Regions from separate parts of the Bos taurus genome. Here region 1 is linked to region 2. A link is a contact called in public Hi-C data. All regions are on one chromosome and are shown on one strand. Each heading gives the region's core, a stretch centred on a gene start, on an enhancer-like site or on the middle of the called end of the contact. The rest is flanking DNA. Distances are from core to core; before and after follow the strand shown. Region 1 has its middle 77 kb from the start of PERP. Region 2 holds the start of TNFAIP3 (TNF alpha induced protein 3).

Evidence for each region. Hi-C and Micro-C count contacts between places; a contact is called where the count stands out from the background.
Region 1: a Hi-C map of liver shows a contact between it and region 2, with 2.3 times the contacts expected there. The contact joins the enhancer-like site here to the promoter of TNFAIP3 in region 2. A contact is called at or near these places in 3 of 11 Hi-C or Micro-C datasets (liver, skeletal muscle and an unstated tissue).

Annotation. Positions count from the first base shown.
Region 1 is chr9:75,847,505-75,851,738 of ARS-UCD2.0, forward strand. No RefSeq gene overlaps it. Among named protein-coding and RNA genes, the nearest start is that of PERP, 77 kb to the right of the region's middle. Within about 2 kb of position 1,702, at least 14 of the 102 cell types and tissues checked have an H3K27ac peak or open chromatin away from gene starts, as enhancers often do. A contact at or near this core is called in liver, where this site is marked.
Region 2 is chr9:75,742,400-75,746,318 of ARS-UCD2.0, forward strand. TNFAIP3 (TNF alpha induced protein 3) reads left to right here and starts at 2,334. Exons shown (of 8, transcript NM_001192170.1): 1 at 2,334-2,628. The coding sequence starts at 2,334.

The sequences.
Region 1 (4,234 bases), core at 452-2,951, 100 kb after region 2:
GATCCCTGGGTCAGGAAGATCCCCTGAAGAAGGGCATGACTATCCCCTCCAGTATTCTTACAAAGAGTTGGACAAGATTGAGTGACTAACCCTTTCACTTTCAAGAACACTAGGAGCATCTCTTGTGCTAATGAGGAGACTCTGAGAGCACTCCTGGGATGGGGGCTGGTCACCAGAAAGACCAAGTCATGATTAGATGCTCGGCATTTTCAGCCTCATCCTCTCAACCACACCTCTCTAGAAAGAGAAGAGGGCCTGGAAATGGAGTGAAGGTGCCATCATGCCTATATGATGAAGCCTCCAGGAAAATCCCAAAGTAAGGGGTTCAGAGAACTTCCCGGGTGGTGAACACATCCCTGTACCAGCTGGTGATGCATCCCAACTGCACGGGGACAGATGCTCCTGAATCCACGACCCTTCCAGAACTCACCCTATGTAGCACTTCATCAGGCTGCTCATCTGTACCCTTTAACAAACTAGTAAACAGAAGTGTTTCCCTGAGTTCTGTGAGCTGTTCTAGTAAATAATCAAGTCCCAGGGGGAGAAGATCAGGTATGTAGCCGTGAAGCTGTGGAAACCCAATGACCTCCACTTGCATTTGGCTTCGATGTGGGAGAAGGGGAAGTCTGTTGGGACTGAGCCCTTCACCTGTGGGGTCAGACGCTACCTCTAAGTAGACAGTACAGAACTGAGTTAAATCGTAGGACCCCCAGATGGTGTCACAGAAATTGCTCAGTATGGGAAAACCTGATTCCCATTTCATGTCAGAAGTGTGGTGAGAGACACACAGGAAGGAAGATTGGATAGTTTTCTAAGCCACCATCCCAAGCTGGAACCCATCCAGAAATCGAACCACAGTTACGCCAACTGTGTTGGGATTCTAGAAATTCTGTATTATGCCAGTTTTAGTTATCTGTGATCTATTTGTAGTCCTATACATTTGTGATATGCAATTTTGTTGTTGTTCAGTCACCAAGTCATGTCCGACTCTTTGTGACCCCATGGACTGCAGCACGCCAGGCTTCCCTGTCCATCACCATCTCCCAGAGTTTGCCCAAATTCATGTCCATTGAATCGGTGATGCCATCCAACCATCTCATCCTCTGTCACCCCCTTCCCCTCCTGCCTTCAATCTTTCCCAATATCAGGGTCTTTTCCAGTGAACCAGCAGTTTGCATCAGGTGGCCAAAGTATTGGAGCTTCAGTAAGTGTTTTAAAATCAAAAGGACCTGGGGAGCTTTCTTCAGAGATGACTAGGAAGGGAGGGACCCAGGAGGGGGCGCTGGCCTGGCCCTCAGGGGACAGGAAGGGCTGGGAAAGCAGGCTGAGTCACTGCAGGCTGAAATCAAGAAGGAACAAACCAAGGGACCCCAGAGATGTGTGCTTGACAAGAGGCTATAAGCTGAGTAAGAAGTAGAGAATCGGACAAAGTCCTCTGACGGGTGTGGGGCTGGAGAGGGAGGAAGTGGGCCTCACACCTGGGTGGGAACAACTCGTCAACCTGTCAAAACCTATTTCCCATCAAGGGAAGGCTGGCCGCTTCCCAGCTGGCATGGTGAATGGTGTGTACTGATTGTAAAGGGTGAGGGTCAGGCTTGGAGAGCATCTTGGAGAGGGTACTTGTTTCAAGGCCACAGGGACGGACAACCAGAGAAAGTTGCTGCTGTCTGTCACTGGTTCTCTGTGGATTAGTGGTTACCAGCCTGGGCTGTTGGTACAAAGGTAAGTCAGAGTCAGCAAAAGCAATAGACTTTACATCACAGATAAGCCTTGTACTCTTGGTGAAATTATTGCACAATACACTGTACCTGAAACGGAAATGACTTTTGAGGCCCGCCTGTCCCTCCCGGCAGGAAGGAGTGAGAATTGAGCCCCACAACACTCTACCTCCGCTTCCGTAGATAAACTCCCCTGCTCCCACCCTCCATGCTCTTTCTTACACTTGCCTGGCCAAACCCCACCCTGGTTAACCCCACCCTCTATCACTCTGTGCCTGCAGCCCTACCCCCACACAGGGCTGGAAAAAACACTCCACCGTGGCAGCTGGTCTTATTTTAAATTCCTGGCAGCAGATATCTGAGATTCTGCTAGGCCCATCCTAGCCCAAGCAGTTCTGTCATATTTCCCAAGTCAGCTCACTCCTGTGACCTTGTAGATGACGTCACGCATCTTCTCTCCTCTTCAAACTTCCATCACATTCTCCCCCTTCCTGACTCTGCTAAAGTGCGTCCATTTTATGGTGAAAGTTGAAGCAACCAAAAGAGAAATTCCACACCCTGTTATCTCCACATTCACCCAGCCACCCCACCTGCCTCGGTGCTCGAACCATTTGCCTTCCCTCTGTAACTCTGGAGGAGCAGCCCGTGATCATTAGATCAATAAAACCAATTTAGCACATTATGTCCCATCCCTTTTCACCTACTCAAGGACACCATGGCCCACTTGATCTCATGCACCACTCATTTCCCTCCTCTCTTAGCCCAGTCCCAACAGCATACAAACATGCTATAATAGCTCCCATGTCACACACACATCTTCTGAAATCTACTTTCCCCTCCAGTTATTATCCCACTTGTCCCTTTTCTTTTAGAGCAAAATGCCTTAAAGAGTTTTTAATCCTTTGTGATCTCCACTTCCATTCTTCCCATGCTCTCTAGAACCCACTCCAGTCAGACTTCTGCCTGACTCTCCCACTGCAAGAGTTCTGGGCAAAGACAGCAACCGGCACACGGTCAAGCCCCAGGGTCACTGCATAGTCTTTTTTGTCTCATCCATTAGCAGTATCTGTTGTTCCTCTCTCCCTTCTTGAAACACTAACTTCATTTGGCTGGTCAATCATGACTTCCTCTTGGTTTTCCTCTGAATGCACTGGCCTCTTTTTATTGTCCACTGAACTTCATCCTCTCATGAACTCTGGATGTGGGGAGTGCCCCAGGGTGTAGTCCTCTGACCTTTTTTCAGCTCAGACTACATTCACTTCCTCAGCTTTCAGTGTGACTCTGGCCAGCAACTCCTGTACCGACATCTCTAACCAGACTCTCCCCTGAATTCCAGGATCCGGAATCTATCTGCTGGACACCTCTGATAACCCATGGACAGTGCTTCAGCAGTTGGCCTCCAGAATCTATTTGTGATGGAAGCCTAGCCCTTCCACTTAGCAGATGCAGGAACAGAAAAGTGTTGACGTATTAAGTGTGACTGCTGGTCTTGAAAAGGCTTCTTCGTGAGGTTGATCCTTGGTTGGTATCTAGCAACCTGGATTTTGAGATTGTTTACTCCATTTCCCAAATTGATAAGAGTGCCTCCTGTCCCTGAACTGGGCAAGCAGTACAGTTAATGCTGAATATCTGCTTTCCTTCTGGGAGCCTGGAATTTGTACACATGCTGGGCAGAGATCATCTATACGACCAGCCTCCAATAAGTATCCAGGCACTGAGTCACTAATGAGCTTCCCTGGGAGTCACTTCACATGTGTTTTCACCACTCATTGTTGGGGACATTAAGTGCATCCTGGGTGACTGTACCAGGAGGGGACTCTCGGAAGCTTGTGTCTGGTTTCCCCTCAACTTTGTCCTCTGTGCCTTTTTCCTTTGCTTATTTTACTTGGTATCTTTTCACTATAATGGATCACAGCCATGAGCATGACTGCATGCTGAGTCCTGTAAGTCGTCCTAGCAAATCACTCAACCTGGGGTAGGTCTCAGGGATGCCCAACATACATATGTCTCTGAACTAGTCACTTCATCTTCTTGTGCTTTGGTTTCCTCATCTGTAAAGTGGGAATAATAATAGCATCCAATCCCAGGGACAGAGGAGCCTGGTGGGCTGCCATCTATGAGGTCACATAGAGTTGGACACGACTGAAGCGACTTAGCAGCAGCATGTGAGGTTTATACAAGTGAATACACATAAAGAACTTAAAACAGTGTCTGACTGATGGTAAACACAAATATTATGTCATCTCAAACATAAGTATCTAAGAATGTACAGTTAGGTAAGATGAGAGCCAGGGTAAGAAGCTGAATATCTCTGATTTTTTGGTTTTACTGTGGACATTATGCTCCTGTCATGTCTCAAACATTTAAATTACACTGGACTCCATATGCATTCAGCTATCTGGAATAATTCAATTCTGTAAGCCATCTGTTGGTTTACCTATAGAGACAGTGATTAGAAGTTCATCACTCAGTTTGTTTTCTTGAATAGTCATATAAATACATATGACAAATTCAAT
Region 2 (3,919 bases), core at 1,084-3,583:
ATTCATAGCTCAGAAATTCTTTATCACAAGTCAGATTATTCTTTAATCTTAAGTGTGGAGAAGTCTAAGTCCTGGACACTTAGGCAGTGGGTATTGATTTCTTTTAAGGAGGCAATGCTGCAGGCCGTTCAAGGCTACACCAATGAATGAGGTGACACTGGACTGTCAGATATTGACATTTGCATGTCTTGCCTGTGGTTCTAGCGCTCTCTATTTGAAAGATCTTAGGTGCAGAAGAAAATAATAGAAGAGTCAGAAAAGCAAAAAGAGGCTACACCTCGTTTGTTTCGGATCTTCTTGCCTGTTTCCATGTGAGAGCAGCAGGCACTGCAGCCACAGGTGTGGTGTTGTGAGATTAACAAGGGGGTGGGTTTAGAAGACCATCTTCTAGGCAAAGCCCTGCTCTGGGATGGTGTGGAACCTACCTGAGCAGGACCAGTACCACAGGTGCTGTAGCTGGAGACTATGATGGTCATGTGACTTCATGCTGGGGAATAAGGTTATCTTTGATCTTTTGCCTCAGCATCAAGTTGATGGTCAGGCAGTAGAAGCATGTGGTCAGGCCATGCTTGCTGAGTGATGGATGGACAAATGAATGACATCATGAAAGAGGCTTTTGCCATGCCACCAAGGGGGGAGCACGTGTGATGTTTTTGTCCCTTAGTCGTGTCTGTGGCCTTACCATGATTTTGCCCAATTCCACCTGCAAGGAATGTCTGACGTCAAAAAGGAGAGATTACCATTTGACCCAGAGAATGACTTCTTCCAGGCATCATCTAGCTATCAGATTAAGAATCTAAATCTACCACCAGAAGACTCCTCAGAAGCAACCTCGGAGTCATCTAGTCCACCTGTCTTCCTGGAGTGGGCCATGAGAATTTAGACCATTTTATCAATGTCTTTAAGAAAGCTGAGACCTACCCAGGACAGGCTTTCTTGTAACATACTTTTCTTCTCCTTCTTAACTTGGTTTAACTTTCTCATCTAGAGTCTTGCCCTAGAAAACAGTATGCTACAGGACTGGGATTAACAATCACAGTGAAACTTCCTAGAGGCTCTGTTCGTGCTCGGAAACTGTCTTTGTCCTCATCTTGGAAATTTGGATGGACGGCAGGGCACTCTGCTCAGGGTCAGTGAATGTCAGCTGGCTCTCCACAAAGAGATGAGCTGTAAAGTCCCATGTTAAATCAATTCACATCTTCCCATGCTATTGTCATGGATTGGAGATGCTGGGGTTATCCCCTTCCTCTTTCATTGGTCCTGAGTGGCCCCCTCTGGCTGCAACTTCTTTCCTTGTCTGCTTCCAAACTTGTATTTCTTTCCACTGGTTGATTGTGCTTGAAGATTTCAGGATGAAAACAGGGTGAGAAATCAATCTGAGTATTGGTAGCTGGAAGATGATGATAAAATTGTGTTGGCAGTTGAGTTCAAGTAGTCCAGTTAATTCCATCATTACATAGAATATAATTCTGTGCTTTTACTATCTGCCCTTGGAAGTGTAGGATTTATTATTCTAGTATTGTTATTATTCTAATTATTCTTCTGATGTTGTAACGTTCAGTGGAGAGGTTCTGAAAGACTGCTAACTGTTTGCTCTTAAAATTGGAAAGCATCTTGCTAGGAGTAGACTTTTTTGTTGGTTATAAAACATTCAATTTAACTCTCTATGTATATATATAAATAGCATTTTATAAGTAAATGCTTTATAAATGTTCCTTTTGGGGACTATAGAGAAAATTCCAATTGACAGCCTACATAACAGCATAAAATTGCAGGATTTTCCACAAAATATTTGTTGTCTTTCCAGTATAGGGAGGGTGTGCTTGAAAGAGGTAAATCAAGACATGGACTAAAAAAAAGGGTTGCTTGGTGGTGCTCTTAGAAGAGGAGCTGACTTGCCAGGGCTACACTGTGCCTGTAACCAGCATTCAGGGCACCTCAAATCCAGTGTTTGCCCCCAGAACAACATCAGGATGAGATGGGAGTTTCAGTCAGTTAGAAGGCACCGTACCTGTTGCTGACAGACAAGCTTGGCTCCCTGACAAACATTACTGAAAACACGGGTTATTCCCCTCCTCCTCATTGCCCACTCCTTCTCTTGTTTAGACTAATCTTTAAAAATGATGTAACTTAAAACTGTCCAGTGTGAGTTCATCTTTGGGGCCAGCTAGTATCCTGGGAGTAGAGGTGACTAAGATCTTTTGCCTGCTGCTCAGGGTGATGACAAGATCAGACGGTGGGGTTTCCTGCAGGCAGGTATATAGGAGTCATATCAAAGTCAGACTAACGGCGTGGGGTTTTCTTTCCCTCCTCTTCAGGTATTGGAGAGCACCATGGCTGAGCAACTCCTTCCTCTGGCCTTGTATTTGAGCAATATGCGGAAAGCTGTGAAGATACGAGAGAGAACGCCAGCAGATATTTTTAAACCTGCCAATGGAATCATTCACCATTTTAAATCCATGCACCGATACACTCTGGAAATGTTCAGAACTTGCCAGTTTTGTCCACAGTTTCGGGAGATCATCCACAATGCTCTCATTGACAGAAACATCCAGGCTTCCCTGGAAAGCCAGAAGAAGCTCAACTGGTGTCGAGAAGTCAGGAGGCTTGTGGCACTGAAAACAAATGGTAAGACGTGCTTTTGTCTAGGGGTTGAGGTGGCTCCTACCATGCTGGGTCCCTATTTATTAAAAGGCACCAGCCCCAATTCAAATCTCTTAAGGCTATAGGTACCTTAGTATAGAGACACTCCAAGGGGCATGTGATGAAAGCAAGCTTGCTGTGTGAGTATTTAAATTAAGGGTGATTTCTAGTGCATGTTAGAGAGCAGAGCACACTGAACCTTGGAGAATGCATTTCTGGACACTGTGCGTTACATGTATGTGTAGGGTATGTATGTATGACTTCTGTATCTAATTCTTGTGACTGTTTAATCATCTGTGAAATACCCTTCCCTTACGAGTAATGGAAATATCAAAAGGCTTTAAAAAGTTCAGAAGAAAAGCATGGTGTGAAAATCAATAGTGTTTTCCACTGTCATTAGAAAATGCTCATGATGATGGCCTTACACTTCTTGAATTGATGGCATTTTATGGGTTAACCAGTGGCTGTTGTCAGCTCCTCCCTTACCTAGGTTCTGCTGCCTGCAGTCCCAAGATACTAACTAGACAGATAAACCTGAGTTCTTAGTGCAGGTTTTAGTCCTCTATTTCATTCTTTTTAGGGATTCCTAGTACTGTACTGCATTTCTTGCTATCTGTGACTGTCTGCCCAATGGCTGTTTACAACTCATTGCTGTTTCCTGTTCTAAACTTCACTGTTTTTTTTTTTTTTTTTAATTCTTTCCTTTGAGCAAGAGTATGCACATCACAGAAACATTCAAGCCTAGTGTTAAATGTAGAAACAAAATTCTACTTTATAAATGTAGTTAATTGTTACAAGAAGCAGTAGACTGCTTATTGTCTAGGTAAAAGCAGGAAACTCTTGCCCTTAGATCAGTGACAATCCTAAACCATCCCAATTATTTTGGTTGATATACATCTAAGGGCAAAATAATACATCTTCATTGACAGTGAGACCAGATGATAAGTATGTTAACTTAACTAAATGAATTGGTACCTTCACTTTGGCCGTTTTTGACTTGGGTAACTTGGCGCTATTGAGGGACATGACTTTTTGCTTGGGTTGTGGGGGTTAAGTGCATCACCTCAACATTGTGCTTTTATTTTTGAAGCATAGATTCTTAGAAACATAGAAAACGGAGGCTACCTAGTGTTTACACTGGTTTTGGCATTAAATCAAGAGATGCTTAGAAGTAGGTAATTATGTTAAGTCATCATCAAGGGGTTTATATTCCTGACAGTCTGTGGTTTTAACTCTCCCATTTTGTTACAAAAAGAGGTGGAGTCAACTTTGGGAG